Linked DNA regions of Mus musculus: regions 1, 3 and 4 are each linked to region 2. A link is a contact called in public HiChIP or PLAC-seq data. All regions are on one chromosome and are shown on one strand. Each heading gives the region's core, a stretch centred on a gene start, on an enhancer-like site or on the middle of the called end of the contact. The rest is flanking DNA. Distances are from core to core; before and after follow the strand shown. Region 1 overlaps Alkbh8 (alkB homolog 8, tRNA methyltransferase). Region 2 overlaps Gucy1a2 (guanylate cyclase 1, soluble, alpha 2). Region 3 has its middle 26 kb from the start of Aasdhppt. Region 4 overlaps Cwf19l2 (CWF19-like 2, cell cycle control (S. pombe)).

Region 1 (7,010 bases), core at 232-2,731, 490 kb after region 2:
AAAGCTAGAAGATCCTGGACAGATGTTATACAGACACTAAGAGAACACAAATTCCAGCCCAGGCTACTATGCAAACCTCTCAATTACCATAGATGGAGAAACCAAAGTATCCCATGACAAAACCAAATTCACAAAATATCTTTCCACAAATTCAGCCCTTCAAAGGATAATAATGGAAAAACACCAATACAAGGACAGAATATGCCCTAGAAAAAGCAAGAAAGTAATCCTTCAACAAACCTAAAAGAAGACAGCCACAAGAACAGAATCCCAAATCTAACAACAAAATAACAGGAAGCAACAATTACTTTACCTTAATATCTCTTAATATCAATGGACTCAATTCCCCAATAAAAAAAAACATAGACTAACAGACTGGCTACACAAACAGAACCCAACATTTTGCTGCTTACAGGAAACCCATCTCAGAGGAAAAAAACAGACACTACCTCAGAGTGAAAGGCTGGAAAACGATTTTCAAAGCAAACGGTCTGAAGAAACGAGGTGGAGTGCCATTCTAATATCGAATAAAATCAACTTCCAAAGTTATTTTAAAAAATAACTTTGAAGGGCCACTTCACACTCATCAAAGGTAAAATCTTCCAAGATGAACTCTCAATTCTGAATATCTATGTTTCAAATGCAAGGGCAGCCACATTCATTAAAGAAACTTTAGTAAAGCTCAAAGCACACATTGCACCTCACACAATAATAGTGGGAGACTTCAACACCCCACTCTCATCAATGAACAGATCCTGGAAACAGAAACTAAATAAAAACAAAGAGAAACTTATAGAAGTTATGAAACAAATGGATTTAACAGATATCTACAGAACATTTTATCCTAAAACAAAAGGATATACCTTCTCAGCACCTCATGGTACCTTCTCCAAAACTGACCATATAATTGGTCACAAAACAGGCCTCAACAGATACAAAAATATTGAAATTGCCCCATGATTCCTATCAGATCACCATGCACTAAGGCTGATCTTCAATAACAACATAAATAAAACAAAGCCAACATTCACGTGGATAACTTGGTCAAGGAAGAAATAAAGAAATTAAAGACTTTTTAGAGTTTAATGAAAATGATGCCAAAACATACCCCAACTTATGGGAAACAATGAAAGCATTCCTAAGAGGAAAACTCATAGCTCTGAGTGCCTCCAAAAAGAAACTAGAGAGAGCACACACTAGCAGCTTGACAGTACACCTAAAAGCTCTAGAACTAAAGGAAGCAAATTCACTGAAGAGTAGAAGGCAGGAAATAATCAAACTCAAGGGTGAAATCAACCAAGTGGAAACAAAAAGAACTATTCAAAGAATTAACCAAACCAGGAGTTGGTTCTTTGAGAAAATCAACAAGAAAGATAAACTGTAGCCTCTAACAAGCCTGAAGCAGGCTGAGCCAGACCTTGACTTTGTTGCTACTAAGGAGATCACCTAGGGTGGAGCCTGCCTCCCTGGATCACTCTATTGTTCAGCAACTGCTGCTGCTGCTACCTGCTGGGAGTCTGCCTAGCTGTTCCACAGTCTACATCTGATCCTACACTTGGTCACCTGCAGCTGGGCTCCGAGTATGATTTGGCAGGAATGGGCTTCCCCCCTCCTTTATAAAGCTTGTCCCCCATTAAAAATTTGAGCCTTGATCAGAATACTGTATTGGTTCCATATCTCTCTCTCTCTCTCTCTCTCTCTCTCTCTCTCTCTCTCTCTCTCTCTCTCTCTCTCTCTGCCTAGTTTCCTTTTCTTTCAGATCCAGGCTGCCTCCCAGGCTCGAAATCTTACATGAGAGCCTCAAGCCGGCCCCAACAATAAACCCTTAGCCAGACTCACTAGAGGGCACAGGGACAACATCCTAACTAACAAAATCAGAAATGATTTTGCTATACTCAACAAAACTGGAAACCTGCAAGAAATGGATTTCTAGACAGATTCCAGGTACTAAAATTAAATCAGGATCAGATTAACGATCTATACAGCCCCATATCCCCTCCCAACCAAAAGAAGCCCAGGACTGGATGGGTTTAGTGCAGAATTCTATCAGACCTTCAAAAAAGACCTAATTCCAACTCTCCTCAAACTATTCCACAAAATAGAAACAGAAGGAACACTACTCAATTAATTCTATGAAGCCACAATTACTCTGATACCTAAACCACACAAAGATCCAACAAAGAAAGAGAACTTCTGACCAATTTCCCTAATGAATATCGATGCAAAAATACTCAATAAAGTCCTCGCAAACCGAATCCAAGAACACATCAAAACAATAGTCCATCATTCCAGCGATTCAGGGATGGTTTAATATACGGAAATCCATCAACGGAATCCACTATATAAACAAACTCAAAGACAAAAACCACATGATCATCTTGTTAGATGCTGAGAAAGCATCTGACAAAGTCCAACACCCCTCCATGATAAAAAACTTGGAAAGATCAGGAATTCAAGGCCTATACCTAAACATAATAAAAGCAATATACAGCAAACCAGTAGCCAACATCAAAGTAAATGAAGAGAAGCTGGAAAGAATTCCACTAAAAGGCTGCCCACTTTCTCCCTACCTATTCAATATAGTACTAGAAGTCTAGCCAGAGCAATTAGACAACAAAAGGAGGTCAAGGGGATACAAATTCGAAAGGAAGAAGTCAAAATACCACTATTTGCAGATGATATGATAGTATATACAAGTGACCCTAAAAATTCCATCAGAGAATTCCTAAACCTGTTAACAGCTTCAGTGAAGTGGCTAGATATAAAATTAACTCAAACAAATCAGTGGGCTTTCTCTACACAATGGATAAACAGGCTGAGAAAGAAATTAGGGAAACAACACCCTACACAATAGACACAAATAATAGAAAATACCTTAGTGTGAAAGAAGGAAGTGAAATATCTATATGCAAGTCTCTGAAGAAAGAAATCAAAGAATATCTCAGAAGATGGAAAGATCTCCCATGCTCATGGATTGGCAGGATTAATATAGTAAAAATGGATATCCTGACAAAAGCAATCTACAGATTCAATGAAATCCCCATCAAAATTCCAACTCAATTCTTCACTGAGTTAGAAAGGCAATTTGCAAATTCATCTGGAATAACAAAAAACCTAGGATAGCCAAAACTATTCTCAACAATAAAAGAAGATTCTGGGGGAATCACCTCAAGCTGTACTACAGAGCAATTGTGATAAAAACTGCATGGTACTGGTATAGCGACAGACAGGAAGATCAAAGGAATAGAATTGAAGACCCAGAAATGAACCCACACACCTATGGTCACTTGATCTTTGACAAAGGAGTTAAAACCATCCAGTGAAAAAAAGACAGCATTTTCTTTTTTCTTTTTCAATATTTTTTTATTAGATATTTTCTTTATTTATATTTCAAATGCTATCCCAAAAGTTCCCTATACCCTCCCCTAGAACTGTTCCCCTACACATTCACTCCTACTTCTTGGCCCTGGCATTCACCTGTTACTGGGGCATATAAAGTTTGCAAGACCAAGGGGCCTCTCTTCCCAATGATGGCTGACTAGGCCATCTTCTGATACATATGCAGCTAGATACACAAGCTCTAGGGGTACTGGTTAGTTCATATTGTTGTTCTACCTATAGGGTTGCAGATCCCTTCAGCTCCTTGGGTACTTTCTCTAGCTCCTCCATGAGGGCCCTGTGTTTCATCCTATTGATGACTGTGAGCATTCACTTCTGTATTTGCCGGGCACAAGACAACATTTTCAACAAATGGTGCTGGCTCTACTGGCTGTTATCATGTAGAAGAATGCAAATTGATCCATTCCTATCTCCTTGTATACAGTCCAAGTCTAAGTGGATCAAGTTACTCCACATAGAACCAGAGACACTGAAACTTATAGAAGAGAAAATGGGGGAAAACCTTGAAGATATGGGCACAGGGGAAAAATTCCTGAACAGAGCAGTAATGGCTTGTGCTGTAATATCGAGAACCAACAAATGGGACCTCATAAAACTGCAAAGCTTCTGTAAGGCAAAAGACACTGTCAATAAGACAAAAAGGCCACCAACAGATTGGGAGAGGATCTTTACCAATCCTACATCAGATAGGAGGCTAATATCCAATATATATAAAGAACTGAAGAAGATGGACTCTAGAAAATCAAATAACCCTATTAAAAAATGGGGTACAGAACTAAACAAAGAATTCTCAACTGAGGAATACCGAATGGCTGAGAAGCACCTGAAAAAATGTTCAACATCCTTAATCATCAGGGAAATGCAAATCAAAACAACCCTGAGATACTACCTCACACCAATCAGAATGGCTGAGATCAAAAATTCAGGTGACAGCAGATGCTGGTGAGGATGTGGAGAAAGGGGAACACTCCTTCATTGTTGATGGAATTGCAAGCTGGTACAACCACTCTGGAAATCAGTCTGGTGGTTCCTCAGAAAATTGGACATAATACTAATGGAAGATCCAGCAATACCTCTACTGGGCATAAACCCAGATGTTCCAACTTGTAATAAGGACACATGCTCCACTATGTTCATAGCAGCCTTATTTATAATAGCCAGAATCTGGAAAGAAACCAGATGTCCCTCAACAGGGGAATGGACACAGAAAATGTGGTATATTTATACAATGGAGTACTACTCAGCAATTAAAAACAATGAATTTATGAAATTATTAGGCATATGGATGGATCTGGAGAATATCATCCTGAGTAAGGTAACCCAATCACAAAAGAATACACATGATATGCACTCACTGATGAGTGGATATTAACCCAGAAACTTAGACTACTCAAGATACAATTTGCAAAACACAGGAGACTCAAGATGAAGGAAGGCCAAAGTATGGATACTTCATTCCTTCTTAGAATGGGGAACAAAATAACCATGGAAGGAGTTACAGAGACAAAGTTCAGAGCTGGGACAGATGAAAGGACTATTCAGAGACTGCCCCACACAGGGATCCATCCCATATACAACCACCTAACCCAGACACTATTGCATATGCTAGCAAGATTTTGCCTACAGTACCCCGATTATATCTCTATATCTTGTGTGGCTATGCCAGTGCCTATCAAATACAGAAGTGGATGCTTACAGTCATTTATTGGATGGAACACCGGGCCCCTAAAGAAGGACCTAGAGAAAATACCCAAAGAGCTGAAGGGCTCTGCAACCCTATAGGAGGAAAAACAACATTAACTAACCAGTACCCCCCAGAACTGTATCTCTAGTTGCAGATGTAGCAGGGTGGCCTAGTCGGCCATCAATGGGAGGAGAGGTCCTTGGTCTTGTGAAGATCATTATGCCCCAGTACAGGGGAATGCCAGGGCCAGGAAGAGGGAGTCTGTGGGTTGGGAGCAGGGCGGGGGATTAGGGGTGGGAGGGTATAGGGGACTTTCAGGATAGCAACTGAAATGTAAATGAAGAAAATATCTAATGAAAAACAATGAAATAAAAAAGAAATAAAAAAGCTGGGCGTGGTGGCGCATGCCTTTAATCCCAGCACTCGGGAGGCAGAGGCAGGTGGATTTCTGAGTTCGAGGCCAGCCTGGTCTACAAAGTGAGTTCCAGGACAGCCAGGGCTACACAGAGAAACCCTGTCTCAAAAAACAAAAATAAGTAAATAAATAAATAAAAATAAATAAAAAAGGAATACCTATGCATTGTGAGCAAATTAGTCTGTTATTCACAAACTGAAATTGAACTACATACATAACAATACATGAGTATCATTTTGTTGTTGATGGAAAACTATTCTTTTCTTCTGCCACTGAGTGTTAGCTCTAAGTTCCCTTAATTGCAGTGGTAGTATTTCCTTTGTGTTGGTACACAGCGTTAAAGGTGGAGAATGAAGCCAAGATTCCAAGTAATCTGAGATATTTCAATAACTTGGATATAGACTGACTCATTCATTCATGCATTTTCTTCCTCTTTTCCTTCCCTCTTTCCTTTCCCTCCCCTCTTCATCCCTAATATTGAGAAATAAAAGTTTTAGTCATCCAGAGCAGTGATAACATAGATAATGTGGATAAGCCTACCACACATAGAACTTTCTTCACATAGAAAGGAAAAATTAAAAAAAAGGGGTGGCTCAAAGAACAAAATTATAACAAATGAAAGCAGATAATTGCAGAATTGGAAATGGCTTTACCTCTGGATCTAGAATGGTTAAGTTCATAAAATTTTAAATCTATGAGGGAATACTTTCCTTTTCTGACTATGAATGAATGAGTACTGAGGATCAAGTCTGTTATTTAGGTATAGGGGCTATGCTGAAGTTGGCATTCAGCAACTAATTGTTCTTTGTATTTTGACTAGTTGTGGCTTTCTATAATAGTATTCATCTGCTCAAAAAAATGCTTTTTTGATGAGCTGCAAGAGTTACACTTACGTTTGGAATTAGGATATGGTGGTTTAATATGTTTGGCCCATGCGAAGTGGAACTGTTAGGAGGCATGGCCTTGTTGGAATAGGTGTGGTCTTGTTGGAAGAAAAGGGTCACTGTTGGAGTGGGCTTTGAGGTCCTATGCTCAAGCTTTCACCAGTGTGGAAGGGAGCCTCCTCCTGGCTGCCTGCAGGAAGAAATCTCTTCCTGGCTGCCTGCAGATCAAGATGTAGAACTCTCAGCTCCTTCTCCAGCACCATGTCTGCCTGTATGCTGCCATGTTTCCTGCCATGATGACAATGGATTGAACCTCTGAAATTTTAAGGCAGCCCCAAGTAAATGTTGTCCTTGATGAGAGTTGCCTTGGTCATGTTGTCTCTTCACAGCAACAAAACCCAAGCTAAGACACAGGGTTTATAGTGCTTCTATTTTTGTGCTTCCTTGTCATAGTATATTACTGTTGTTATTAAGGCCACTGAAAAAAAAGTTATTACAACAGACTAAAAGTTAGCAAACATGCCCATTCTTTTTTATCTCTTAAATGTGTGTTTATGTGTGTGCATGTGTGTGTGTGCACAAGTATGCACATGCGTGCATGTTGGTGACTATACATGTGTGCGTACAA
Region 2 (6,749 bases), core at 4,050-6,549:
CTCTCGCCATTTTCTTCCATACAGCTCTGGCCTCCCACTCAGGAGCCCAGTTAGTGTGGCCGCAGGCAGTTACAGGTGGTGCCCGAACAGTGACCTGAGTACGGGTGGATCAACCGAGAGAACACTGTTTTGGTAGAGCTCTACAAGAAAGATTAAGAAGAAGATGTATCCAGCACAGTGAGCAACACTTTGTATTCATGCTAGCGCTGGCTTTAAACTTCATCATTTTGAAATTGTTGGGGTAGTGCAAAGGGATACAGGCTAGACTGAGTCAGCATTGGCCTATCACTGATATCAGCTAGGGGTTGACAGTGGAAATTGGGGGTGAAAAGAAAACAGGCATTTGTTCATGGTCAAGAACTGCATCAGGCAAGATATTAGGGCTTAAAATAATAAAATAAAATAAAAATAGTAAAATTAAAAAAAAAAAACCCACATAGGGAGAGAAAGAGATCAAGAGAGAAGGAAAATGGATTTCAGAACTCTCCCAGGGACACAGGGGAATCCGGAGATGTCCAGCCTTCTCTCTGGTCCCTACAGGAGACACTTTTAGATTTGGTTACATCAAGTTCTCTACCTTCTCTGTGTTGTTTCTGTTTGGTGCACCAATATATGTTCATGTGTCAATTCATGTCTGTCTTTGTTTTGTTGTATGGATGACTGTTGTTTTATGTTTCATGTTGAAAAAGAAAAATGGTTAAAACTTTATCTGCTGGCTTTCCATCTCTTGATTTAGTCAGTTTACACAGCGAAGGAAGGCTGATTTAATTTGCCCTGCACTGTAGCCAGGAATGACGCACAGCAGGGAAGCTCCTGGTGAAGAACTGTTTTTTTCTTGTTTGTTTGTTTTTTTGTTTGTTTGTTTTGTTGTTGTTGTTTTTTCTTTAAGAAAAGGAGTCTGCAGCTTCTTAGTTCTAAGGCAAATAATCTGATAGTTGTTTTTTTCCCAGAAAATTCTCTACAATTGGGTTCAGCAATTGACAAAGTGCTTATTATCTTAAAATTATAGCTATAAAAAGTAAAATTATTTAATTAGTCTAAATTTATAAGATTCGTGGAGCCACTTAATTTGGTTTTTGACTGGTCTTAAAGGTATAAATATGCTCTGTATGTCTTGGTCATAAAATATTGGCTTATAAATTATTGGGTATGATCAAAAAGGTATAACATTGGTTACAAGAAAGTCAGCTTTAAATTGGTAACTCAGAATTTGAGTAATTTTAAATAACAACACGTGGTAAAAACCAGCCCAGAAAACTAGGCCTCTAGGATACTTCTAAATTGAGATAATATTTTATGAAATTTTTATCCTAGAAAGTAGACTTAAAACAATGTCTCTTTAATGAAGCATTAAAAGTTGCACTGTCATGCATTTATATGTATAAATTGGCAGCCAAACTTTGTAACATGATATTGATGTTTCTAGTATTGAGTTTAAAGATGATAAATTGTTTAAAATTGGGATTTGCTCACCAAAAGTTATATATATATTCTAAAGTTGCATTTAAAAACTTAAATTATAGTTAAAATTGCCAATGTTCCATTGATTGCAGCTTGCAGTTTGATTGCAAATTTAAGATCTTTAATTCACCTATGTATTTTAATTAGGATAATTACACGAGTAATCATCTGATTAGAGCACTAATAAAGCTCTCTGTGGCCATACAATTATACCAAGCTCAGAGCAGCCTCAGCAGGGCTTGTGTGGCTTTCTTTTGTTTTGCAAACAGTGCCTAGGGAAGTTCTTGCCTGCCTTCAGGGGAATTTCTTTTTAGAAAAAAAAAATTGTTGCAGATCTATCCAGATGTTGTTCTAAATAATGCTTAAATTCAGAATTTATAAAAGTTCCATCTAGCTGTAGAATTTATCAAGACATTACAATCTGGCTTGCCTACTTTATATAAAATTATTATAGATTGAAAAGTTTGTTTTTTTTCTTTGCATTCTGATAATTATAAATGGTTTGCTTCTAGTGAACTGGTGATCACTGGAAAATTTTGCCTCTAGGTATGGCTAATATAGCTTTACATTATGTAAGAAAAAATTTATTGTCTCTGCTTCTATACAAGAAGCTAAGAGTTTGAATCTTTCAGTGTGGAATGTATTTAATTAGCTAATTCCTCTAAAAGGAAGTTTACTTCAAATCTTTGCTCTTACACAGTGAGCTTTAAAGTTCTGGGGAGTAGCTGTTGCTCCAGAAAAGAGTCAGAGGCAACATCTTTATAATATTTCGGGTTTTAGTTATACTAGAAAATTGTGGTACAGAAAATCTAAGAAAGAAAAATTGATTTGCTTCAAAATTTTATTTTCAAAAGCTTCTAGGAGATGTTAATTGGCTAAGACCTCACCTTAAGGTCTCAAAGTGACTTAAACCTTTGTTGGATGTTATCTCTAGAGACACAAATTAACTAGTAAAGACCAAAAGGCTTTGCAGAAAGTAAAGGAAGCTTCTATAATTGTTACCAGTTATAATCAATGGTAATGAAATACTACCTGCTTATTTTAGTTATGGTTATTAAATTTGCCCACAGCAATTCTTTGGCAAAAGAAAACATTAATGTAAAATCATCTTTCTTCACCTCAAAGAAAAGTTTTAACATCCTATTATAAGGCTGCTTTGGTGCTACATAAGAATTGTAAGATAAATTCATATATTTTAGAAAAACTATAACAAAAATCATGTCTTAAAAACCTGACAAAGTGTCTGTTCCTTGTTCCAAACAGCAATTAAATTGGTCATTGCAGAATATTGATATTTGGCCTATTGTATACCATCATTTTAAATAAAATTGATAATCACTATCCTAAAGATAAGTTAAAAATTGTTTTTATTTATGCTTTTGTATCTCCTGTAAATTTATGCATGCATGCATCCCATTTACTGTATTTAAAAACAGCCCTTCTATGGGAAAAAGTATATGTGAATTGGATCACATGTTTATTCGTTTGAGTTTCTTCCTGCTTCAACACAAATAATTAAATTGTGTGCTGTAGACAGTGTTGTAAAATGTTGAATAATCAAGCTTTAATTTGTATATTAATAGTCAATATATATCTCAGAACTTACAATTGCTTAAAATTGTTTGCTCCTCAGATACTATAAATTCTCAAATTTGCAATTGTTTATGCATATACAACTCATAAGAAAAAATGCTGTTCTTTTAAGAAGACTGGTTTTGGACATTTAAAAATTTGTCCTAGATTGCCTGGACCTCTTAAGGCAATGCCCTGCTAGATTTATATCCCAGCCAGATTACAGGCCTTACACAAAAATAATTGGCCATATAATCTCGTTCTTTACATCATCAAAATAGTAATGGCTTAAGATAATATTTTGGTATTTTTAGAGACTGTGCATGTCAAATTGTAAAAAATGCGTTCTTAGTGTCCTCAGTTTCTACCTGTTTCCACATAATGGTGTTAGTTCTTGGGGACTTATACTTAGTTACTTGCTGCAAATGGATACTCTTATTTCTGATAAATAAATAAATAAATAAATAAATAAATAAATAAATAAAGCACATGTGGCCATTAATACCTTTTCAAGCTTTCTAGTTACAACTGCTCTACAAAAGAAACAACTAAAAGTGTAGTTAGCTATTGCCTATGTTAATTTTTTTTATATACTTGTTGTTCCAAATCAGATTAAAACAGATAATGGAACTGGCTTTATAGCCAGTATTTGAGATGTTTTCTCAACAATTTAATGTTACCCATGCTACTAAGACTTTTTATAATTCTCAAAGACAAGGTATTGTGGGACTTTAAAAACTGTATCTTCTTAAAAAACAAAAAAAGGGAGTAATTATATCCCCATGCACATTATTTAAATCACATTTTTATTTTTAAAATTTGGATGTCAACTTACTAAATGCCTTATAGTATCTTAAAAGTAGACATAATCATGAAAAGGATCTACTTCTTGGCATATGGCTTGATCCTGAACAGCTACCCTATATTGGGGAAGAAGGAAAGCTTAGGTTTTCTCCACGGAATGCTGCAGAAGCATGACAACTGCCAGAATGATTTATGTGACAGGCCGAGCTGTGAGTTCACTGAGTGCCCTGATGGTGTTGACAAGAAAGCTTATTTGGGTATATGTTTTTGACCCACCCTTGCTTGCCTTTGTCCCATATTGGACAAGCTAAGCTGCCTTGCTTCAAGCTTTTTAACCTTATGGGACAGAGAACATTAGAGGCCGTGGAATCTGACTTAAAAAAAAATTAGTCATAAGTAGGAGTTATAATGATTCTTCTCTTTCCTTTAATGTCCACCAGTTATTCTAACTCAATCTTGGACTGGTGTAGTAATAATTCCAATATTAGATATTCCTATTATGAATATAGCTAAAAATCTTTATTAGCTAGTAAAGTTAAGTTGGAATTTACATGAGAAACAGCCTTTCTGTTGATTCTCAAAGCCACCTCTCCTACACCAGGATGCCAGAGTTTGAACCTGATCATTGCTAATTTGCAACTGAATAGAGTACCTGGACTTCCCCAAAGAAGCTTTTATCTTGTTGTTTTTCAACTGTCTAGACTTTGTTTTTCCAAGCAGATCAGTCAATGCCATACAGCCTGTCTACAGCAAACATGCAGCCTCTCCTCCAGCAAGCACAGGTGGCAGAAATTCATCGATATGAAGAAGCATAATTTTTTGTTTCTTTGTTTTTGTTTTTTGAGACAGGGTTTCTTTGTATAGCCCTCCTGGACCTTACTTTGTAGACCAGGCTGGCCTCGAATTCAGAAATCCACCTGCCTCTGCCTCCCAAGTGCTGGGATTAAAGGCATGCACCACCACACCTGTTTTGTTTGTTTGTTTGTTGTTTTGTATATATTGTGGCTTTGGTCTGATTTGGGAATAAGGTGTACTATGAGGGCCAGTTAGCCAATGTCGGGCAACCAGATTTCTGAACTATATCAATCTAAGACAGAGGTATATGCCAAGAGGCCATGATTTATTAATAATACACCACAGAGCCATGTTTGTGCAAAATAAACACAAACAAGGTCCATATATTCTCCTTGACGGATAAGAATAGTTCATGGAAAAATCTGAGTCCCCAAAACAGGTGCGGCCGCCAGCCACCATAATTCCCAGGCAGGACTATGGAGCATAAATAAATGTTATGCCCCAGTCCAGCTAATTTTTATTAAATATTTAGGGAGGAATTGGAGCCTCCCCCAGCTTTGAAGCAGGCTGATTCAGACCTCACTGCCCCTGAGTATAAGACCACTTGGGGTGGAACCTTCTGACTTAGATGGCTCTATTGTTCTGTCACCTGACACCGCTCTTCTCCAAGACACTGCTACCTGCTGAGAGGCCCTTGAGATTTTCTGGAGACAGCATCTGGCAGATCACCTAAAGGCTGGTGACAGGCACCAAGAATGGATAGATGGGGATGGGCCTCCCCTCTTTATAAACACAGATTCTTAGTGAACTTTGGGGTCTTGAACAGAAATGTGTCTTGGCCTCCATTATTTCTCTCGCTGTTTCCTTACATACGGCTCCAGCCTCCCACTCAGGAACCCAGTTAGTGTGGCCGCTGGCAGTTACTTGTGTGTGTGTGTGTGTGTGTGTGTGTGTGTGTGTGTGTGTGTGTGTTTGTGTGTGTCTTGTGTCTTCACAAAATTTATGAATTAGTTTTTGTAGTGGTCATTTCTTGCTAGTTTGATTTGATCCCTCTCTTTCATGTCAAAGCACTGAAAAAAATGAACAGTATCTTTGCAACTTTCTTTCTATTCAAGTGTGATGTGGTAATGAACCAGCCACAGGCAGCTCAGATAGAAGCAAACTCCAAAACAGAACTTTGATATATTCAAAGATCTAACACCAAAGTGGTGTTGATATTACTGATTCAGTCCTAAACTGTGAGCCTCATTACCAGAAAGTTACAGTTGAGTTAAATGATACGACAGTTGAAACTTTGGAAGTGGTTTCTATGTTCACACTGCTGTACTCTGAAACCTCTCCTGATACCTTTCAGCAAGAGCTACGAGAGAGCAGCCTATGGGTATGATCCTAGTCTTGGTAACCATAAAATTACAGCAGCATTGCTGAGCTCATACCACTTCTCTCTCAAGCACTTAGTGGGCACCCAGTGACACCCTCCCAGCCTGCCACAGCTGAAGGACCTTATGGATAAGATAGGTTGAGTCAGCACCCAAAATATCCTCATGAGAGAAGATACCCCAAAGGGATCTTGCAGCAGCAGTTTCTGCTGGACTAGATGTTCCCTACGTGGGGAGATATCAATTTAATCTTTATATTAACATAGTATCATAAGAAATGTTTGTGTGAGTAAATCCAAACATAATCACAAGACAAATTACAAATGACCAATGCCTCTCAGGACTTGTACTTTTGGCAGCATTGGAGAATTTTACCTCAACTTTCCTGATTTTTCAATAAAAAATTATACTCCAGGAAAGGATAAAGATAAACCCAAATGTTCACTCTGCTGTTTTCTGGGTATCTTTTCCCTAAGGAATTCATTTGAAGTTATCATGACATTCAGCACTATTCAGAGACTAAGTACTAGACAAATTCCTTGGTGGGCAGATAAGGAGAAGAGCCTCACCCAGGTGACAAATTTCCAAGACCACTGGCTTCTTCCTCACTCTCCTAACTTTTGACAAAAGCCATGCAGCTTAAAACAAAGGCTTTATTAGATTTTTTTTTCTACCAACTGCAGGCCCCCTGCTGATGGGCTGGCTCAACAAGTTCAAGGTCTGTTCAGGATGTGAAAC
Region 3 (7,020 bases), core at 1,658-4,157, 410 kb before region 2:
AAAAAAATATGTATTAGCTATACCACTTCTGTGAATTTAAACATGCTATGGGTTTTTTTTTAATGTTTTTTAAACTATTCATAGTAGACAAGTTATGGATTTGGCATATGTCCATCAACTGATAGGTGTATAGAAAATGTGGTATATATGTATTCAGTAAAGTTTTATTTAGCCATAAACAATGAAATTGTCACTGCAAGAAAAATGTAATGAACCTAGAAATCATATTCCCAGTGTTGTGTAGCAGTTTCCTTTGAATTGAAACCATCCTGGAGGGAGGAGACAGGTTTATGAGACTGGGGAACTAAGCAAAGCTTAAAATGTCCCAGAAAGCTGAAACATACAAGATTCACACATATACTGATTATGTAATAGTTACTGTTACATAACAGTAAAAACTTTCTGGGATGTAGAGACTTTCAACCAGCCCACCTACCTGAAAGTTGTAGCTTTCAAGTCTGTAACTCTACAGTGAGGCAGCTGCCTTCAAACATGAACACTCTTACAACTAATAAACTTCCTGGTCCACTAACCTACACTTGGATGGAGTAATTTATTTGATCTGCCCTTTGTGGGATGAATAGATATTTGTTCATGTCTTCACAGGAAATTGCATAACATATAAGTATTTTATTCTTGTTCATAGAGCCTAGATTTTGTGTGTGTGCGGGGGTGGGGAGGTCTTGCGTGCTCCCGATTGGCCAGGAAGAACGATGCTGCAACAGGATCCTTCCGCACACGTTTATTGGGAGAGCTTGATTGCAGAGGCGAAGTGACCCCAAGCCCAGAATTGGTGCTGCTTATATAGGCCTAGGAGAGGCGTGTCTCACACCCGGATTGGTTGTGCTTGGGTTATGCTTACCACCTTATTTGCATGCCTACATCTGATTGGTTAACTTCTCTCTCATCTGATGGGTTAACTTGTCTCTCATCTGATTGGTTAATTTTGGTTAATTCTCAAAACCTCATCTTGGCAAAAACAACTTTACTGCCTATGTATGCGTGGTGGCCAGCGCCACCCTGCAACGGCACATGTGGCTTCCCACAGAGAGGGAGGGGGAGATGTGTATGCACACTGAAGTGTGGGTATGTGAACAAAATAAAAATAGAAGCTTGGGAGTACTACATTATGGACTAATGAAAATGCCATGAAAGTTAGGAAACTCACAACTGTACAATGAATATGTACAAAAAAAAAAAAAAAAAAAAAAGAAGAGCATAAGGTTTGGCCCAGAATAGTGGCTCAGATCTGCAGTCCTGCCAATCAAGGGATGAAGTCAAAAGGATTGACACAAATTGAAGACCTTTCTGACCTGTAATACAACATGTAGACACATAATATTCAAACAAGTCTGTCAAACCACATTTACTGCCATCCTCATCTAAGCTTTCTTACTTGGATGATCACCACAGACTCCTCAGGACTGTCTCCTCATCTGTAGGAAAATCCAGGATCTCCCTACCTGAACTTCGGGTGGATTGGGTTTGCTTACTTCCTTGACCCAACTTCTTATTGCTTTGCTTCATGATCTCTCTAGTTACTCATCAATTCACTTTTTGAATTTTCATTCACACTCTTACCCCCTGTATATAATGCTCTATATACTTGTTTACATGGTCCACTGTTAATTTCGTTGTCTTCATTCAAATATCATCTTTTAAGTGTGTCACATTCTGTCAAAGTTTGTACACTACCATCTTTATAATTGCCAACATTTATGATCTTGCCTCTACTTTTATTCCTGTTACTTAACACTATAAAGTGGCACATGTTACTTTCTTCCCTATTAATTGCTCTATTCCATTTAGGGCTCTGGAATGCTTTTGTTTACTTCTACTTTCCTGTATCCAGAAGTTCAGTAACTGTTGAATGAGTAATTATTGGGGTTCTTTATTGGTTTTCTAGGGCTGTCGGGGCAGGGGAGAGGGGGACAAAACAAAACACTAAAGGCAGTTCATTCACAGCAGAAAACTTTGCTCATTGATGAAGAATGGAATTTTGAGATCAAGCCTGTAGTAGGGTTGATTTTTGAGACACCTCCTCCCACTGACTCATAGATCTAACCTTATCCTTGTGTTCCCAAATAGTTTTTCCTCTTTTTTGTTTGTTTGTTTGTTTGTTTTGTCTTTTGAGACAGGTTCTCTGCGCAGCCCTGCCCTGGAACTTGCTCTGTAGACCAAACTGGCCATGAACTCAGAGATTTGTTTGACTCTGTCTCCTGAGTTCTGGGCCAAAAGGCATTTGACACCACCACCTGGCATGCACTAGTTCCGTTTTTTTGTTTGTTTGTTTTTTGTTTTTTATAGGGACTATTAGGTCTTCTCATCACTGTGATTTAAAAGGGAAAAAAGGAAGAAAGCTTTATTTTACCTCATGGTTTCAGGGGATTCAGTTCATGGTTGGTAGACATCATGGAGAAATCAAGGAAAAGAAAGAGTAGCAATTATTCCTAAGGGACAGGAAGTAAGAAGAGGTTTCTCTAGACAAGGTCTGTTTTTTTCGGCCAGTCTCTGTCTCCTAAAGATGACACCTTCTCCAAATAGTGCCACCATAAGAGTTGGGGAAAGGGGTATTTCCCAATCAAACTGTGAGAGGGATGCTAGACCTACATAATGATAGCCTGTTCTAGTGAACTTAATTAACATTGAATTGCCCTGTTGTAAGCTGGCCCGCGGCCTACTTGAACCGGGTACACCTGGGAGGCAGGCTGGGGCTGAAAGAGACTAGAGTGCGAGAGAAATTAATGGAGACCAAGACAGGTTCTGTTCAAGGCCAGTTTACTAAGAGAGTATGCTTATAAGGGGGAAGGCCCATCCCCCACCAGTCCATTCTTGGTGTCTGGAGCCAGCCTTTTGGGGAGGTACAGGATAGGATGTTCCTCTGGAGTATCTCAGCGGCCTCTCAGCAGGTAGCAGTGTCTTGGAGGTGAAGTGGCGGGTGGAAGAACAATAGAGCCGTCTAGGCAGGAAGGCTCCACCCCAGGTGGTCTAATTCTCAGTGGCAATGGAGTCTGACCCAGCCTGCTTCATGGTGGGGGAGGTTACATTGCCCAATCTCCTTATATACTCCCAGATACACAAGAGTTACATAATATAGTCACTTGCAGATTTTTCTAATAGCTTCTTAGCTGGTGAGAGGAGGAGGCTTACCATGCCATTCTAATCTTATGAGAAAAGCTCTGACTACTTCATTGGACAAGACTGGAAACAGCTGCTGTTTCTTGTGGTTCCTGTGGAACCCACATGTCAATGTGTCACTGGCATGCAGGTGTGCGGATCTCTTCTGGACTGTAGGGCGCTCCTTGTGAATCTGATAAAGCCATGGACTCTTGTTTTGTTTTGATTTTTCAGAAAAAAAAAAAAGTGTATCTGTGTGCACTGAAACACCCATGCAAATCTTGTATTGTTAATATAAGAATTGAATGAATAATATATAAACATATAACATGCTTCTAATTCTTGTTGATACTTCCTCTGATTCTTTCTCCTGAAATTTGTTCTCCATTATTTGATCACATAATTTTTTGTAGCTTGCTGGGGACAACATACAATGACAGGGCCTACCTGCAGTAGGCCAGGATGGAGGCATCTTAGAAGCCCGCAGCAGCTCCTTGTAGAAAAGGATGGCTTCTGAAACCCTGAGAAGCAGGAAACACATCCCTTCGGGGGACCTGCCATCTGAAATAGGGGACTGCCTGCAGTAGGCTGGGATGGAGACATCTCAGTAGCCTGCGGCAGCTCTTTTTTTTTTTTTTTTTTGCGGGTGTGTGTGTGTATGTGTGTGTTTGAAGACAGGGTTTCTCCTAACCTTAGCCCTAGACTGCATGGATTTATTTGTGTGTGACTGCTTTTCAATTGTCCTTGCTATGGATAATTCTATTATATCTGACTTTCTTACTTCTTTTTCTTTCTGCTCTGGTGAATTCTGTGAATTTGGGTGTTCCTTGATGTAATGATTTTTAAAGAATTAAAAATTGAGGCATGAGACACTGCACAGTAAAATCTTAATGGCCCAGGTGCATGCTGTGTGTTCTTATCTTGGAAACAATGGAAGAGCTGCACAATGGTAGTTGCAGATTAATGCTTGACTTGCAAAGAAAGTTTGAAGAAACTTTAGAAAATGAAATGGAGCTAACAGGATCCCAAGAAAGGAAAAATTATTATTATTATTACTATTACTATTATATATTTTCTTTATTTAAATTACAAATGTTATCCCCTTTCCTAATTTCCCATCCGAACATCCCCTATCCCCCCTACCCACTCCCCAACCCACCCACTCCCATTCATGGTCGTGGCATTCCCCTATACTGGGGCATAGAGCCTTCACAGGACCAAGAGCCTCTCCTCCCATTGATGACCGACTAGGCCATTCTCTGCTACATATATAGCTAGAGCCACAAGTTACACCATGTGTTTTCTTTGATTGGTGGTTTAGTTTCAAGGAGCTCTGAGGGTACTGGTTAGTTCATATTGATGTGCCTCCTGTGGGGCTTCAGACCCCTTCAGACCCCTGGGTATTTTCTCTGGCTCCTTCATTGGGGACCTTGTGCTTCATCCAATGGATGACTGTGAGCATCCACTTCTGTATTTGCCAGGCACTGGCATAGCCTCACAAGAGACAGCTATATCAGGCTCCTGTCAGCATGTTGGCATCTGCCTAGTGTCTGGGTTTGGTGGTTGTTTATAAGATAGATCCCCAAGTGGGGCAGTCTCTGGATGGTCATTCCTTCAGGCTCTGCTCCGAACTTTATAACTCCTTCCATGGGTATTTTGTCCCCCATTCTAACAAGGAACGAAGAATCCACACTTGGTCTTACTTTTTCTTGAGTTTCATGTGTTTTGCAGATTGTATCTTGGGTATTCTAAGCTTCTGAGCTAATATCCTCTTATCAGTGAGTGTATAACATGTATGTTCTTTTGTGATTAGGTTACCCCACTCAGGATGCTATCATCCAGATCCATTCATTTGCCTAAGAATTTCATAAATTCGTTGTTTTTAATAGCAGAGTAGTACACCATTGTGTAAATGTACAACATTTTCTGTATCCATTCTTCTGTTGAGGGACATCTGGGTTCTTTCCAGTTTCTGGCTATTATAAATGAGGCTTCTATGAACATAGTGTAGCATGTGTCTTTATTACAAGTTGGAACATCTTCTGGGTATATGCCCAGGAGAGGTATTGCTGGATCCTCCGGTAGTACTATGTCCAATTTTCTGAGGATCTGCCAGAGTGATTTCCAGAGTGGTTGTACCAGCTTGCAATCCCACCAACAATGGAGGAGTGTCCCTCTTTCTCTACATCCTCACCAGCATTAGATGTCACCTGAATTTTTTATCTTAGCCATTCTTACTGGTGTGAGGTGGAATCTCAGGGTTGTTTTGATTTGTATTTCCCTAATATTGCATATTTTTTCAGGTACTTCTCAGCCATTTGGTATTCCTCAGTGGAGAATTCGTGTTTAGCTCTGTACCCCATTTTTTAATAGGGGTATTTGATTTTCTGGAGTCCAACTTCTTCTAGATATTAGATATTAGCTCCCTATCTGATTTAGGATTGGTTAAGATCCTCTCCCAATCTGTTGGTGGCCTTTCTGTTTTATTGACAGTGTCTTTTGCCTTATAGAAGCTTTGCAATTTTATGAGGTCCCATTTGTCCATTCTTGATCTTCCAGCACAAGCCATTGGTGTTCTGTTCAGGATTTTTTCCCCTGTGCCCATATCTTTGAGGCTTTTCCCCACTTTCTCCTCTGTAAGTTTTAGTGTCTCTGGTTTTATGTGGAGTTCCATGATCCACTTAGACTTGAGCTTTGTACAAGGAGATTAGTATGGATCAATTCACATTCTTCTACATGATGACCTTCAGTTGTGCCAGCACCGTTTGTTGAAAATGCTGTCTTTTTTTCCACTGGATGGTTTTAGCTTCCTTGTCAAAGTTCAAGTGACCATCGGTGTGTAGGTTCATTTCTGGGTCTTCAATTCTATTCCATTGATCTACCTTCCTGTCATTGTACCAGTACCTTGCAGTTTTTATTACAATTGCGCAGTAGTATACCTTGAGGTCCGTCATGGAGATTGACCAGAGGTTCTTTTATTGTTGAGAATAGTTTTTGCTATCCTAGGGTTTTTGTTATTCCAGATGAATTTGCAAATTACCCTTTCTAACTGTGTGTAGAATTGAGTTGGAATTTTGATGGGGATTGCATTGAATCTGTACATTACTTTCATCAAGATGGTCATTTTTACTATATTAATCCTGCCAATGTATGAGCATGGGAGATCATTCCATCTTCTGAGATTTTCTTTGATTTCTTTCTTCAGAGACTTGAAGATCTTACTATACAGATCTTTCACTTCCTAAGTTAGAGTTACACCAAGTTATTTTATATTATTTGTGACTATTGTGAATGGTTTCCCTAATTTCTTTCTCAGCCTGTTTATCCTTTGTGTTGAAAAAGGCCACTTATTCGTTTGAGTTAATTTTATATCCAGCTACTGCACTGAAGCTGATTATCAGGTTTAGGAGTTCTCTGGTGGAATTTTTGGGGTCACATATATATTATCATATCATCTGCAAATAGTGATAGTTTTGACCTCTTGCTTTTCAATTTGTATCCCTTGACCTCCTTTTGTTGTCTAATTGCTCTGGCTAGGACTTCAAGTACTATATTGAATAGGTAGGGAGAAAGTGGGCAGCCTGTTCTTGTCCCTGATTTTAGTGGGATTGCTTTAAGTTTCTCTCCATTTGCTTTGATGTTGGCTACTGGTTTGTTGTATATTCCTTTTATTATGTTTAGGTACGGGCCTTGAATTCCTAATCTATCAAAGACTTTTATCATGAATGGCTGTTGGATTTGGTCAAATGTTTTCTCAGCATCTAACGAGATGATCATGTGGCTTTTGTCTTTGAGTTTGTTTTTATAGTGGATTACATTGATGGATTTCTGTTTATTAAACCATCCCTGCATCCCTGGAATGAAGCCTACTTGATTGTGATGGATGATTGTTTTGATGTGTCC
Region 4 (7,063 bases), core at 3,169-5,668, 430 kb after region 2:
ATGCACCTACAACAGAGAGGTTCATTCTACAAAGAAAAAAGCCTGGCTTGGTGGCACATGCTTTGAATCCCAGTGTGTGGGAGGCAAAGGCAGGTGGATCTGTGTGAGTTCAAAGTCAGCCTGATATCCATAGTTTGTTCCAGGACAGCCTGAGCTATATAATAATGAGACCTCATCTTAAAAAAACTAAGAAGGAAAATAAGCAAATCATTATTATCATCCATGTTACTAATTTTTTTCTCCAAAGAAATTAAACACACTTTCTACTACAAACAAAAAGCATTTAAGAATTTTTTTCATTTCCTAAGAATGCCAGAGTTTTAAATTATTCCCAACAATCACAGTTCAATCTGTACAGCTTTCAGCTTTGGAAACACTGAAATGGAATGTTTCATTATAAATATTTTGCGTGGATATTCTTATAAATAAATCTCAAAGTGCTGTGTCTTATCCATTCAGATCTATAAATCATCCTTATGGCTCACAAAATTTGTGAGTTCTTAGTTAAAGGAAGAAAGAAGAAAACAAAATACTTTTCATTAAGTCAACTTGGTGATATAGCCAGGGTTGAACATTATCTACTGGTATGTAAAGTAGCTATGGGGAAGCAAATACTATCCTCCCATAAATATATTACCAATATTATAGTAAGAAAGATCAGTATTTGCCAGAAAAAAAAAAAGTAGTAGATTTAACTCCAAATCTAGTTGTGACTTAAAACTCTCTGTCTCACTCTTCCTGGAGCACGACATATAACCTTCTGATAGACATCATCATTTAGTTTTTGATTGTCCCTTCATCCCTACTCAAATGAAAGTTCTTTTTATTTGTTCCATGCAATCCTAAGTAAATGAACAAACCACTGATAAAATAATTTGCCTTGTATAAAATTAATATCTAATTGAAGTCTATTAATTTTCTGTACAAAAAGAATTTAAAGACACCAACCTGCAGAATCTAGAATAAAAGCAGATTTCATTGGCCCTAGGATGAGGTTTCCATGAAGGAATCCTCATGAAATTTACACACAGACATCTAGTGTTACAATAGCAATAATACTAAACAAAGTAATAATATACATAATCAAATAAACTTTTATTACTTACCTCTACGCCCAATCTTTTTGCCGGCATCTGTGTTTCTTTAAATTTATTTGCCTCTTTAAGTTGGGCTTTAAGTTGTTCAGCTAATTCCTTGAAAATAAGATCGTAAGCTGTGGTGTTAAATTTTTCATTACAGACTATTTCAAAGATATAAGACAGAAAACAGCTTAGCAAAAAAGCCCTATAGTCAACAGCTATCTTCAATTATCAATTCACACTAAATTTTAATGTGTATACCTCAGATACAAATTGCTAGATGAGATCATTTGTTTATGGTTTTGAGGTGAATAGTTTTAAGAAATTGTATTTTGAGAGGCATAAAAATAGAAGAAATACACTAGAAATATATTAAGAATCACACTTTTGCAATTTCTTAGGTATTACAAATTTCTAATATGGAAAACTTCAGTTATTTGACATAGGAAGAGATCACAAAAAATTTTTATTTTCTTCATTTCTGATAAGAAATTTACCCTACCAAAAAAAAAAAAAAAAAGAAATTTACATAAAAAATTTTAATATATTTCACTATCCTAAGAACTTTGTAAATTTATGTAAAACACACAAGAAATGATAAACTAAATAGATTTATGTGACAAAAAAGAACATGCTAATCTGCAATGCTTCCATGAAAAATAGAACACTGCTTTTTTAAATATAAGTTAACCTACTACTATGTGACCACTCCACTGTTTTCATTGATTCCTCTGTGCTTTCAAACATTAAACTTCAGGTTTTTCCTACTATAATTATTTGATAGTTAACTCATCTCTCTTACTAATTTTTAGGCTGAGCTAAATTTCACTGATTCAAAGAAAGACAGGGAATAGACACAGTCTATAAAAAAACTGAGATAAAAACCTGATCTTCTTTAGCTGCCTCTTGAATTATTAAGGAAAACTGTTCTGATAGTATAAAAGAATAAAAAATGTACAGAGCATTTACATTTAAATTTAAAATAAACCCATGCTTAGAAGTGGGCTTACTATACTAGAACATAGAAAGATTCCTAGCTTTGCTACTCTGCCATATCTAAGTTAACACAAATTAGTATAATGGGCATATCACCATAAATACATGGTTGAGTGAGTAGTTCCTAACAAATCACTCCTGTTTCTCTTTAACTTGAGACAAATTGGTCTTCCACTCATAATCATTATTTAGGCTCTTTTTAAAACATTTGTAATTTATTGGTGTGATGCATCAGAGCATGTGTATAGAGATGAGAGGACAACTTGCAGTAATAAGTTCTCTTCCTTTCAGTATGTGGGTCACATAAACCTCAGGTCATCAGCTTTGGTGACAGGATTTTAGGTTTTCATTTTAAGAAAGTAATAAGCACTGTTGGACTGCACAAAGCTCAGTGATTAAAAGCATTTGCTGCTCTTACAGACGACAAGAGTTCAATTCCCAGCACATACTTCGGGTGGCTCACAACTACCTATACCCCCACATATCTTAGGGATCCAATACATTTTTCTGGCCTCCATGGGCATCCCAATGTAAATGAATATACACAGACCCATATACAGACATTAATAAAAATTTTTAAAGAATATTAAATTTTTACAAAAAGAAAATAAGCATTCCTAATAAGTTAAAATGGAAATAAAACAAAGACACCTTTAATTCCTACAACTATGTCCCAAAATAGAAAAGTGCTTTAAAATACCATTTTTTTTCATAGATTTCAGAAATCTAATAAAGGGGAGACAGCACATATATTTCTCTGTAAGAGGAACTGTAAGAGTAGTATTTCTAGAAATTCTCAAGAATTTCTTTAAGAAATTAAGAAACAGTAATTATCTTCAAAGCATGCCACAGACTAAATGACTGATTGTTCTAAATAATCTGTGATAATTAAACATTACACTCTTCTCCAAGTGAAAACACATGGGGTCTTACCATATTCCCCATCATTTCTGCCTTGATAATCTTGGCCCCCAACTTGTTCTTTTCATCAACATTTAAGATATAGGTGGACTCTGCCTCTGGACTGAAGGAGAAACAGGACAGGGGACAAGCATAAGTCATAAAGCAACCTCATGCATTAGCTTAACTCACTTCAGCAAAACATTCAGCACTAATAGTAGGTCACAGTTCTAACACAAAAAATTTAAAATCAGCATTCTAGGGTGAACTACACTTCAACATTCTGTTAAGAACTCAAAAAATGAAAAAAAAAAAAAAGAACTCAAAAAATGGTCAATATAATACTGTTACAATAATAACTGAAAAGAGTCCCGATAATTTTAAAATAAATATATAAATTATATATATTGCTATTATATGTTAATGTTTTATATTATATTAATAATATTATTATATACTAGTATTTAAAAATGGCATTTTTGAATATTCAACCAGTGTAGTAGTACACACCTCAGGAGACCAAATTTAGCAGCTGTCATGAGATAGAAGCCTGTTTGAACTACATGGTGAAGAGGCCAATCTGGGCCATATTTAGAGACCCTGTTGCAGAAATAAACAAACGGAATCTATACACACTATAAGAAAGAAATAAAACAGCCAGGCAGTGGTGGTGCACACCTTTAAACTTAGCATTTGGGAGGCAGAGGCAGGTGGATTTCTGAGTTTGAGTTCCAGGACAGCCAGGGCTACACAGAGAAACTCTGTCTCAAAAAAAACAAAAAAAAAAAAAAAAAGGAAACAAAAGCACTAATACCACACTACAATTTTCTAAACTTGAGAAATTCTGTATTCCATATGACAAGTTATTGATCATCTTAGAGCTATAATCTTGAGAATATTTAGTTGCAGTCCAAAAGTAAAAGCAACAATTGTGCATTCTCTTATAAAACTGGCCCACGATTAATTAAAAACCAAAGTAATTTTGCTACATCCACTCCAGTGAAGTCTGCGTGACAGGTTTAGAAACCTGGAAGCAGTCCAGAGGCAGTGTTTCATGGAAACTTAGCCTCCTTGAACCCTGGCATTCCCATAGCACGTACACCCAAAACCTGTCCCCATGTTAGTCTGGTGTATAGATCCGTGTGCTCTCTTTCAGTATTGTTTTATTATAAGTGCCTTTAGGGATTGATTTTGATATATAGCTAAGCCTTTGCCAGTGTTCCAATGTCCTAGGAAGTCCTTGAAGCCGGCCATGAGCTTGGAATTCAGGAAAAATGTTATCTACTCAGTAACACTCAAATTTACTTCTAGTAGAGACAGTGAAACTAATTAGGCATTACAAAGAACAGAGCTAGAAAAGCTCAGGGCTAGTCTGCATAGTAATTACTTAGGACAATAGGCGAGTCACTCCCATACACAAGAAAACACAATGGCCTAGGAAATAGGTGGGTTGTAGTATTACCCATGAAAGGGTTAGTAGAACTGAATTCCCCTGGATCAGGTTTTTCACTAGGCCCAGAGGAATAGCATAATCAGGTATTTACTAAAGGACCTCTGGTGGTGGGTTTAACAATAGACTAGCATTGTATCAGAGCATTCACCTGGCTCCTGTGTTTAGCTGATCTTAATTAAGGGTTGTTCCTATTCTCAGTTGTAAACAAGGCCTGGCTCCCACTATCTTTTTATGTATGCATTTTCTTTGTTTTGTGTTAAGAATCAGTGTACCTTGATGAATGTATTCGCCTAGCTTTCTTGTTTGTCTTCTGTATTATAAGACTGGTGCTGGCTTTGAGAAAATACATTCAGATACACACTCTCTCTGTGTCCATGTCTGTTTGTCACTCTTTTCATCGCCAACTCCATGCCCACCTGTCCGGAACCCTAATTTTCCACAGATTGAGAGAGGCCGACTGGGGCTGGTCTATGGCATAATTTAAAATTGAGATCATGTGCAAATCTCAGAAAAAGCCTCATGTAAGAAAAAATTTCAGCCAACAACAGATAACCTACTTAAGAGTCAAAGCTACAAAACACAAGGGGAGGGGGGGACCTTGCAAGAGCCAGAAGGAGTCTAAAGCAAAGAATAGTAACAGTCCTACAAATCCAAAGATCTTGGTACAGAGTGCTAAAGAAAAGAACGCATATGATGAGAGAGTCCCTCAGGGCTGCCCTGGAATATTCGTCAAGGCAATACTTATAAAAAGAAAAACAAATTTACAGTTAATTAAAGAAATGTTCTGAGGTATTCTGGTAATATTGTCTACACAATAATTTGTCCCGAGCCGGGCGTGGTGGCGCACGCCTTTAATCCCAGCACTCGGGAGGCAGAGGCAGGCAGATTTCTGAGTTCGAGGCCAGCCTGGTCTACAAAGTGAGTTCCAGGACAGCCAGGGCTATAAAGAGAAACCCTGTCTCGAAAAACAAACAAACAATCCCCCCCCCGCAAAACAAACAAACAAAAAAATTGTCCCATTAGCCATAAATCATAATTGCATAAGTAAGAAAATATTGGGTAAAATGCTTAGGAAATAATACCCCATACAGTAAAATACTGCTCAGAACCCAAATCAGAAATGTTAAAATTAAGTAATAAATGACTTTCAACATTTCAGAACAAAAAACAAAAATAAATACATGACACATTTGACTCAAAATGTTCTTATGAAACTGATCAATTCATACCATGATTCATATCAATAAACAATGGGGAGAAAATGCAGCACTCATCAAGTAAATATCATAACATCTAGCACCCAAATATCAGATATGCAAGTAAGTAGAAAAGTAATTAAGAGAAAACTCATAATCAAGAGAAAACCCTTATCAAAATCAAAAGCCATCAGAACTGACAGATAGAAAAAAACAATCATATTTAGTTATTAGTACAAATGCATCCCATATATTCATAAAGAAATAACAAAGATATTAAAAAGATATTTTAGTCTTATAGTCAGGCTTGGTGGTTCACATCTGTACACAGGAGGCTAGGAGGATAGAGTATTCAAGGACAGGGTGGCCTCTGTCAATACAAAACCTTGTCTCGAAAGGTACTTCTACTCAGGAAAACTACAACCCAGATATTAAAAAAACTGACACTGAGTAATATTTTTAAAAGATTGGATTACTAAAAAAACTGTAGTAAAAGGCAGGTATTACTTATGGACATTTTCAATTAACAAAGAAGTTCTATAAATATATAAATGTGATATATGTAAAAGAATGAAAGATACACTGTGTCAATATTAGTCAAAGGAAAGTTGATGTATCTATGTTAATATGAGATAAATTACTATATAACAAAAGATGTTGTACCCTGGACAAAGAGGGTTATTTTATAAGAAAAATGGACTAAGCTATCAAAGAACACAAGAATCTCTACATACATGTACCTAATAAGGAAGCTTCACAAAGCAAAAACTGATAGTATTTCAACAGACTACTCCACAATAAAACTATGCATTTCAGTATTTCTAAACACTATAGAAGGTAAACAGGAAATTAGCAAGAATATGGAAGATGAATAACAACTAAGTGAGCTACTGACAACTTACAGAACACACCACTCAACATCCATTAGTTCAAGAAGAATAAAACAAACAAATACACACACACACACACATATATATGTGTATATATATATAACTGTTTGCCAAAATAGACCATACTCTGTGAGCCATAAAATTGGTTTTCATAGGAAGTCTAAGAAACCAGGTTGTCCGAAAAAGGTTTTCTGATATTAAATAGGAGCTCAATAACAAGCACTGTTAGATGGCTTTCAGCTACCTGGACCCTCTGCAGCCATCATCAAGCAAAGAGAGAAGAGAAAATTTTGAACTGAATAAAAGTGTAAACTCAATGTATCTCAACTTGTAGGGATCTTCTAGGGTTTGTCTTTGTAGAAAGCAGAGAATTCATTACTTATTTGGAAACAACAGATATCAGGTAACACCTTTAATCAAAAAAAGTTAAAAAAAATCAAATCAAAAGTAGTCAGAATATAAGAAAAAATTAAAAAGCAGAAATAAAAATCAAATCATAGAAAACTTCAATAAAACCAAAGTTGCTTTTTGAGTGCAATCAATAAAGCA

The links. HiChIP or PLAC-seq counts read pairs in DNA pulled down with a chosen protein or histone mark.
Region 1: an H3K27ac HiChIP or PLAC-seq map of embryonic stem cells shows a contact between it and region 2, with 10 read pairs. The contact joins two enhancer-like sites. A contact is called at or near these places in 2 of 115 datasets of contacts at active chromatin or transcription factors (both in embryonic stem cells) and 1 of 9 other capture datasets (embryonic stem cells).
Region 3: a contact with region 2 is called in an H3K27ac HiChIP or PLAC-seq map of embryonic stem cells, with 2.4 times the contacts expected there. The contact joins two enhancer-like sites. A contact is called at or near these places in 1 of 484 Hi-C or Micro-C datasets (embryonic stem cells) and 2 of 115 datasets of contacts at active chromatin or transcription factors (both in embryonic stem cells).
Region 4: an H3K27ac HiChIP or PLAC-seq map of embryonic stem cells shows a contact between it and region 2, with 4 times the contacts expected there. The contact joins two enhancer-like sites. A contact is called at or near these places in 1 of 484 Hi-C or Micro-C datasets (embryonic stem cells) and 4 of 115 datasets of contacts at active chromatin or transcription factors (all in embryonic stem cells).

What each region holds. Positions count from the first base shown.
Region 1 is chr9:3,370,987-3,377,996 of GRCm38.p6, reverse strand. All of the region lies in intron 10 of Alkbh8 (alkB homolog 8, tRNA methyltransferase), which reads right to left. Among named protein-coding and RNA genes, the nearest start is that of Gm23275, 21 kb to the left of the region's middle. Within about 2 kb of position 1,481, at least 8 of the 459 cell types and tissues checked have an H3K27ac peak or open chromatin away from gene starts, as enhancers often do. A contact at or near this core is called in embryonic stem cells, where this site is marked.
Region 2 is chr9:3,869,956-3,876,704 of GRCm38.p6, reverse strand. The region is part of intron 7 of Gucy1a2 (guanylate cyclase 1, soluble, alpha 2); the gene reads right to left. Among named protein-coding and RNA genes, the nearest start is that of Gm45957, 270 kb to the left of the region's middle. Within about 2 kb of position 5,299, at least 15 of the 459 cell types and tissues checked have an H3K27ac peak or open chromatin away from gene starts, as enhancers often do. A contact at or near this core is called in embryonic stem cells, where this site is marked.
Region 3 is chr9:4,279,973-4,286,992 of GRCm38.p6, reverse strand. No RefSeq gene overlaps it. Among named protein-coding and RNA genes, the nearest start is that of Aasdhppt, 26 kb to the left of the region's middle. Within about 2 kb of position 2,907, at least 26 of the 459 cell types and tissues checked have an H3K27ac peak or open chromatin away from gene starts, as enhancers often do. A contact at or near this core is called in embryonic stem cells, where this site is marked.
Region 4 is chr9:3,437,091-3,444,153 of GRCm38.p6, reverse strand. It overlaps Cwf19l2 (CWF19-like 2, cell cycle control (S. pombe)), which reads right to left. Exons shown (of 18, transcript NM_027545.2): 9 at 3,009-3,099; 10 at 1,107-1,193. Among named protein-coding and RNA genes, the nearest start is that of Cwf19l2, 37 kb to the right of the region's middle. Within about 2 kb of position 4,418, at least 12 of the 459 cell types and tissues checked have an H3K27ac peak or open chromatin away from gene starts, as enhancers often do. A contact at or near this core is called in embryonic stem cells, where this site is marked.